Linked DNA regions of Astyanax mexicanus: region 1 is linked to region 2. A link is a contact called in public Hi-C data. All regions are on one chromosome and are shown on one strand. The core of a region is the stretch at or near the end of the contact, and the rest is flanking DNA. Distances in the headings are between cores, read along the strand shown. Region 1 overlaps yipf5 (Yip1 domain family, member 5). Region 2 overlaps LOC103037817 (rho GTPase-activating protein 26).

The links. A called contact is a pair of places that touch in the nucleus more often than the background predicts.
Region 1: a Hi-C map of muscle shows a contact between it and region 2, with 18 times the contacts expected there. The contact joins two enhancer-like sites. A contact is called at or near these places in 2 of 3 Hi-C or Micro-C datasets (both in muscle).

The regions. Positions count from the first base shown.
Region 1 is chr17:21,072,154-21,075,269 of AstMex3_surface, reverse strand. yipf5 (Yip1 domain family, member 5) reads left to right here. Exons shown (of 6, transcript XM_007247014.4): 4 at 505-650; 5 at 1,358-1,539. Among protein-coding and RNA genes, the nearest start is that of yipf5, 10 kb to the left of the region's middle. Within about 2 kb of position 1,454, the one cell type or tissue checked has an H3K27ac peak away from gene starts, as active enhancers do.
Region 2 is chr17:20,806,593-20,810,085 of AstMex3_surface, reverse strand. LOC103037817 (rho GTPase-activating protein 26) reads right to left here. Exons shown (of 24, transcript XM_049466306.1): 10 at 1,485-1,579. Among protein-coding and RNA genes, the nearest start is that of LOC103037817, 100 kb to the right of the region's middle. Within about 2 kb of position 1,310, the one cell type or tissue checked has an H3K27ac peak away from gene starts, as active enhancers do.

The DNA.
Region 1 (3,116 bases), core at 205-2,704, 270 kb before region 2:
TTTAATTAATTTTAATTGTTAATAGACATTTATTCACAAATTTTGACCTGCAACACATTCCAAAACGAGTTGGGGTGGTAAAGCATTCGCACACAACTATATGAATAAGATCCTTTTGATCGGCTTCCAAAAAATGTCTCTAATAAAGATTTGTTTTGCCACTCTGTAATGTTTTTTTCCAAATTCCTCCAAGCCAAGAGAAGTTGACTCTGCTTCTGGACTTAGTTAACATGAGAGTTCTGTTTTGCACTGTTCTTGTCCATGAGATCTGCTGAGGTACCATGCTATGCCTGTGTTAAATTTTGCCAGGTTTATTATTAAACAGAAGGTTAGAAGAATAGTTTAAAATAATTATTATTTTCTTCAGAAAATGAGTTTTTTTAGAATGGCTTTGTCTTGTTTAAAAATGTTTATCACTATGAATTTGTTTCTAGTTTGACCCAGTTCTGATTGACCTCTGACACACTAAGTAGACATTAAGTCATTTCCCCTTTTCCCTGACAGAGCTGGGAATCAACTTTGACCACATCTGGCAGAAGACCCTAACGGTGCTACACCCCTTAAAGGCAGCAGATGGCAGCATAATGAACGAAACAGATCTGACTGGACCGATGGTTTTCTGTCTGGCCTTTGGGGCCACGCTACTGCTCGTAAGTGCTACTGTTAAATCAAATCTGGAGTCTTCTTTCTAATTAAAGAGATGTGTCAAGAACTAAAGAATTGTTTATTTATTGTTTTTATGCTCATTTTTCTGCCAGACAATGATTCAGTGTTTCATTTTTTTTTTTAGAATTGCTTTTGAGGGGTTTACAATTTGCTGGTCTTAGTGAACTAAGTTAGCTTTAAATAGAGTTGTGTCTTCTGTCACCTCTCTATTGTTCTGCATATTATCTGCAAGTTATTATTCAGGCTGCACAGATTTGGCCTACACTGTGCTTTTTTATATAAAATAAAGGTGCCACAGAAGGTGCTTTTTCTTCTCTATAAAGAATTATGTTTGGAAGAGTTTTGGGAGGGTAAATAACATTTTTACACAATTTAAGAAAGTTTACATAATGTAAAGATTATAAGTTTATGGATTCTTTTGAGAACCTTTCTAATATATGAAGGTTCTTTACCAAAAGTAATTCTTCAAATGCAAGAACTATCTCTGGCATGTTGCTTTGTCTTTTTAACACCTTTTCCCCCTTTTTTAAATTTTTTATATTGTCCTTATTTATTTTTCCCTAGAATTTCATGTTTTTCCCTCTAATGGAAAGATTATATAAGGGTAGAAAGGTTGTCCTTTTAATATTTTGACCTGTATGAAAATATTTTCTGTTGGTGACTAATCATGCTGTGTGTGTTTATGTTGCAGACAGGGAAGATCCAGTTTGGTTATGTGTACGGAATTAGTGCCATCGGTTGCCTGGGCATGTACTGCCTCCTCAATCTCATGAGCATGACTGGTGTGTCTTTCGGCTGTGTGGCCAGTGTCCTGGGCTACTGCCTGTTACCCATGATCCTCCTCTCCAGCTTCGGTGTCCTGTTTTCCTTACAGTGAGTAACTTTGTCTGTTTTTCAGTGTTTTTTTTTTTTTCTTCAGTGAAAATCTTGTAAAATTGTCAAAGAGAGAATGTGTATTATATATTACAGTGTGGTGACTGATTAAAGCCATTTTAGAGCAGGTCTACTTTTAATTAACTGGGAAATAAAATAAGCTTTTTGTTTGAAATTTGTTGAATATCATCACATATTTAAATTATCATAGAATAATGGTCATATTTGTTCAGAGATAATAAAGGATGTAACAAATAGACCCATAGACCCACTGTCTGCCGTTCAGGGAATACTTTTTTGAAACAAGATGTTAGACCATTGTTGTGGGGATTTGATTGCATTCAGCACCACAAAGGCTAGTGAAGTTAGGATGTTGGGGGATGTTCATGTGAATATTTGCACATATTTGAAAATTTTATTGAAGACCAGCCTTTAATTTGTGACTGTACAGCACTACACAAAGTGCTGGGGACAGAAATGCAGTGGGGAGGAAGGGGTAATGGGCCCACACCAAAAGTGTCCAAACAGAATACATATTTTCTCACTAAATATCAGAACATTTATATGTCTTCTGGGCATTTAAATGGCATTTAAATCCCATGTTTAGCAGTTTATATCGTTTTGAAGCAATGGAGAAACTAGGAACAGGAGCTGTACGGTTTAATGTGCCTTATAATCCAGTGCGTTTTATGTATGAAAATCAACCTTTATTAATGATGCACCTTATAGTCCGTATAAAATATGTTTTTACATTATTCATTAATATGAATTTATACAATTATGTACTAAAGTATGTAGTATTTCAGAATCGAAAGGGCAACAAAAATAAAGAGAAAATGACACATCCTCAATACCCCAGCTAGTAATGGATGACAGGGACTGTCTTTTAAAGCAGCACTAGGTAGAATTTCCTTGATTTTTGATCTTTTTAAAGAAGTAAAATTACAGCTTGAAACTCACTGCAGCGCTGCATTGAGGTGTAATAGGAGGAATTGCGGTGCTCTCGTCTCTGTGCCGGAGCTCCTCTGTGCTCAAACCAGACTCTGTTTTCCGAGGCGGCCGTGACCAAAGCTCGCTAGAACTGCAACCTGCTTTCCGACCTTTAGTTCTAACAGTTCTACAAAGACTACTGGTTCATTCTTTACAAACTAACTATAAAAGTAGACTGAGAGTGGATTAATAGGTGTGTAGAGCAAAGAGGAAGCAGACTAAAAGTGGATTAGTAAGTGTGAAGAGAGTAAAAGAGAAGAAAACAGAGAAAAGTGTAGAAGCTGAAGATTAAAGCAAGCTTTCAGCAGCAGAGCAGCAGACCAGCACAGCAGCAGACCAGAGTAGTAGAGAGCAGAGTAGAGAGCAGAGTAGAGAGCAGAGTAGAGAGCAGAGTAGAGAGCAGAGTAGAGAGCAGAGTAGAGAGCAGAGCAGGGAGCAGAGCAGGGAGCCAGAATATGTCTGTGAAAGCCAGAAAATGAGAGAGAAACTAATCCGTCTGAAACATTTATTACACTCTGCAACTGTAGGGGGAGCCCACGAGCACAAAATCTCAATCTTACCTAGAGTAGCTTTATGCCATGTCTGGA
Region 2 (3,493 bases), core at 61-2,560:
CTTTGAATACAAATTGGCTTGAGTTAGGCTCTGAGTGGTACAGCAGACTAAAGCGCTGCCACTATGATCTAAGTATCGTCGGTTCACATCCCGATCCTCTTGCTTGCCATCAGCAGCCGAAGTCTGAGAATGCACAATTGGCCAAGCTTAACATAAGTCAAAAACACAAAATGACTAGAATAAACTGCCACAAACAAAGGAAGACGGAAACAAAGGGGCTATACATACCAAGACATCAAGACAGACAAGGAACACCTGGGGAAGATAACGAGAGTGCTGGGCAACAAATGAACGACTAATGACAAGGTGGGGCTACGGCAGAGACAAGACAGAAAAAAAAAACTTAAAACTTAAATAAACTCTAGAGCCATGAGCTACAGAGGACATGGTTAAGAAAACAGACGGGTAAAGCACCAGGCCAGAAAAAAAGATTTAAAAAAAAGATTTTGTATTGTAATTTTTTTTAGTTTTTATTTATTTTAGAATATTTAGTATTTTTATTAAGTCTGTAACAAAGCATCGTTGCACAATGCATCATGATAGAAAAATTTGAGCAGTTGTAATGTTTTGTTTAAAAACCAAAGGTTGCCATTCCCAATCCCCTTTCTTGCCATCAGCAGCCAGAGTCTGAGAGCGCACAATAGGCCTAGTGCTGGCCAAGAAAACAGTGAGCGTAAGCAACGGGCAGAGGATATATCAGTCATTTTTGACTGAAGCCAATCACACAACTGCTTTATTTTGTTCCAAATATTGTGAACAAATCGAATCATGAATCAATTGAATTAGAGCAGAGTGCATTGTTACACATTGTTTCTTATTTTTATAATACAGTAGTATCGTTTTATAACTGCCATAAAATGAATCATCAATAGTACAGTTTTTTGCAATTGCATCTGAGACAATATATATATATATATATATATATATATATGTATCGCCCTGAAACATAGTTATCATAAAATATCTGTCTACAGTCATTCTACCACTAGAATCACTAGAGGTTTTTGGAGGAGCCTGTCTTATTTAAACTCAGACATTTAGTTAGTGAGTTTTGTACTAGAGGTTTGAGGGCCTTGTTCAGGGATCATCCAAAGGCAGGTTTTCATATTGTATCATAGTAATCGATAATCAAAATATCATTATATTATTTTAGGGTTAAGTTGGCCATGCCTAATGCATATGCATGAGAATAGGGATATTGTTAGGCATTTAAGGGACTTAAAACATCCCTCTATATTCTTAAATCTCCACTTTCCCACCACAAGCAGCTAATCACGCAGCACAGAACCCCTCGCTCAGCTCTTCTCCACCCCCCACACAGCAGCTTCCCACTTACAGCCATGTGACAAGCCAAAGCAATTAGCTGCACAGAGACTGAGCCTCTTCCAGTCCTGCATAAACCTCACAGCCAAGACTGAGCTGTCTTCTGTTAGACTCTAGCCTGCAGCTCCACCTGCTGGAGCACGACAGGAACTGCCACTCACCGGTCCACGGCCTCCACGTCGAAACAGAACCTCTTCTCGATGGAGTCTGTTTTCCTCCTGGTGCAGGATTTGAGGATGAAGCTCTCCTCCTCTCCCTGGACAAAAAAGGCAAAAGGCATCTGTGTTAATCCACGTGTAATTATATTCTATTCAAAATTAACTGCACTGGGTGTATCAATGCATAGTTAGCATATTTGTGAATGATTATATAATATAAACATGCATATTTTTGGTTTTCATTTATAGCAGATATACTGGAGGTTTGGTTTTACTGAAACAAGACATGGTAGATACTAAACATAATTATGATGAGAACGTAAGGCTCATTTTTGCCTGTTTCACTGTGTTACACAAGTGTACATTCAGATTTCATACAGCAAAAACAACAGTTAAACAACAAAATAATAATACAAATAATAACTAATAATACAGTGGCTTGCAAAAGTATTCAAAACCTGTTGAATTCATACCTTTTTCAAACTTAAATGTATTTTATTGAGTTTTTATTAGTGTGAGACGAACACAAAGTAGCACATAATTGTAAAGTGGAATGATAATGATCTATGTTTTTCAAAATTTTAATTAAATAAAAATACAAAAAGTATAAACTTCAATACTAATTAGAGTCACCTTTTGTTGCAAGTACTTTTGGGGTATGTCTCCACCAGATTTGTGCCCTTTCTTGATTGCACTGGATTTATTTCGATGTTTCAGAGTTCAAAGGGGCTGAATTCTTTTGCACGTCACATTTTTGTTTACATTTTTATTTGATTAATATTTGGAACACACAAAGACTCTACTTCACACACACACACACACACACACACACACTCAGCACACAGAGACAGAAATGTCTCTATGCCTATCCGCAATATTTGCTGCTACTCCCAAAAACTATAAACTGTCTACCTCAGTAACTGCTGTGATTATATATGTTCTATATATTACCGTATGTTACACATCTCTGCACCTTATCCTCACTATGCACAATAATATACCGTATCGGTACTGCACTGTCCTGTCTTGTAAATTGTCTTGTCTTTTGCATTTATTGTATTTATTGTATTTAGTGTAGAGTTAGTCTTATGTTAGTCTTATCATCACACCTTGCACTTTATGTTGTCTATTGCTTGTTGTCCCATGTTGCACCATGGTTCTGGAGGAACGTAATTTCACTACACTGTGTATCTGTACTCAGATGTAATGACAATAAAAGGATCTTGACTTGACTTGACTTGAAAACCATGTATCATTTTTATTTCACTTCACAATTATGTACTACTTTGTATTGGTCTATCAGTTTAAATCTCACTTTAACGAAATGTAAAAAAAGTTCAAGGGGTATGAAAACTTTTGCAAGCCACTGTAGCAATTTCTATAGAAACTAAAATTGTTTTGGGTCAGTGCAACTGATTTGTGTTTGCTGCAGCTGATTCAAAATGCAAGGAGTTAAAGAAGGGAACACATAACCCCCATTCTTAATCACTACACTAAAGACACCAGCGTGCTATAAAATAGTCTAGAATGCACTATTACTGGTCTATAAATGGCTCAATGACTTAGGACAAGCATATTTATCTGGTATGATGAAGAAATATGAGCCAAAAAAAGAATGTGACTCATCTGTTGCGCAGGTATAAGTGGATCAGACTCAGCAGTGCTGCTGGAGTTATTAATCCTTGTGTGGTGTTCATATTTTTGTTACTCGTTTACTTTGTTACTTGTATTTAATTCAGCAAAATGAAGCAATTTTACATTAAAATGCTTTACACATGCTTGCTTCACCTAAACTGCAAGCAATATAAACAGCTTACATGGTTAATATTTGCCCTTTACCTTTCTTATGTTACATTTCTTTCAAAAAGTGCTACTCCTTTTTTATTATTTTTTTAACAAAATGTAAAAGTAAATGAATAAAAACTCAAGATATGAGCAGAAAATTTGTTTAGCTTCAAATTTACAAATGAAGCAATGTTTGTTAGCCCTTGGCCAAACATACTGTATGTAAT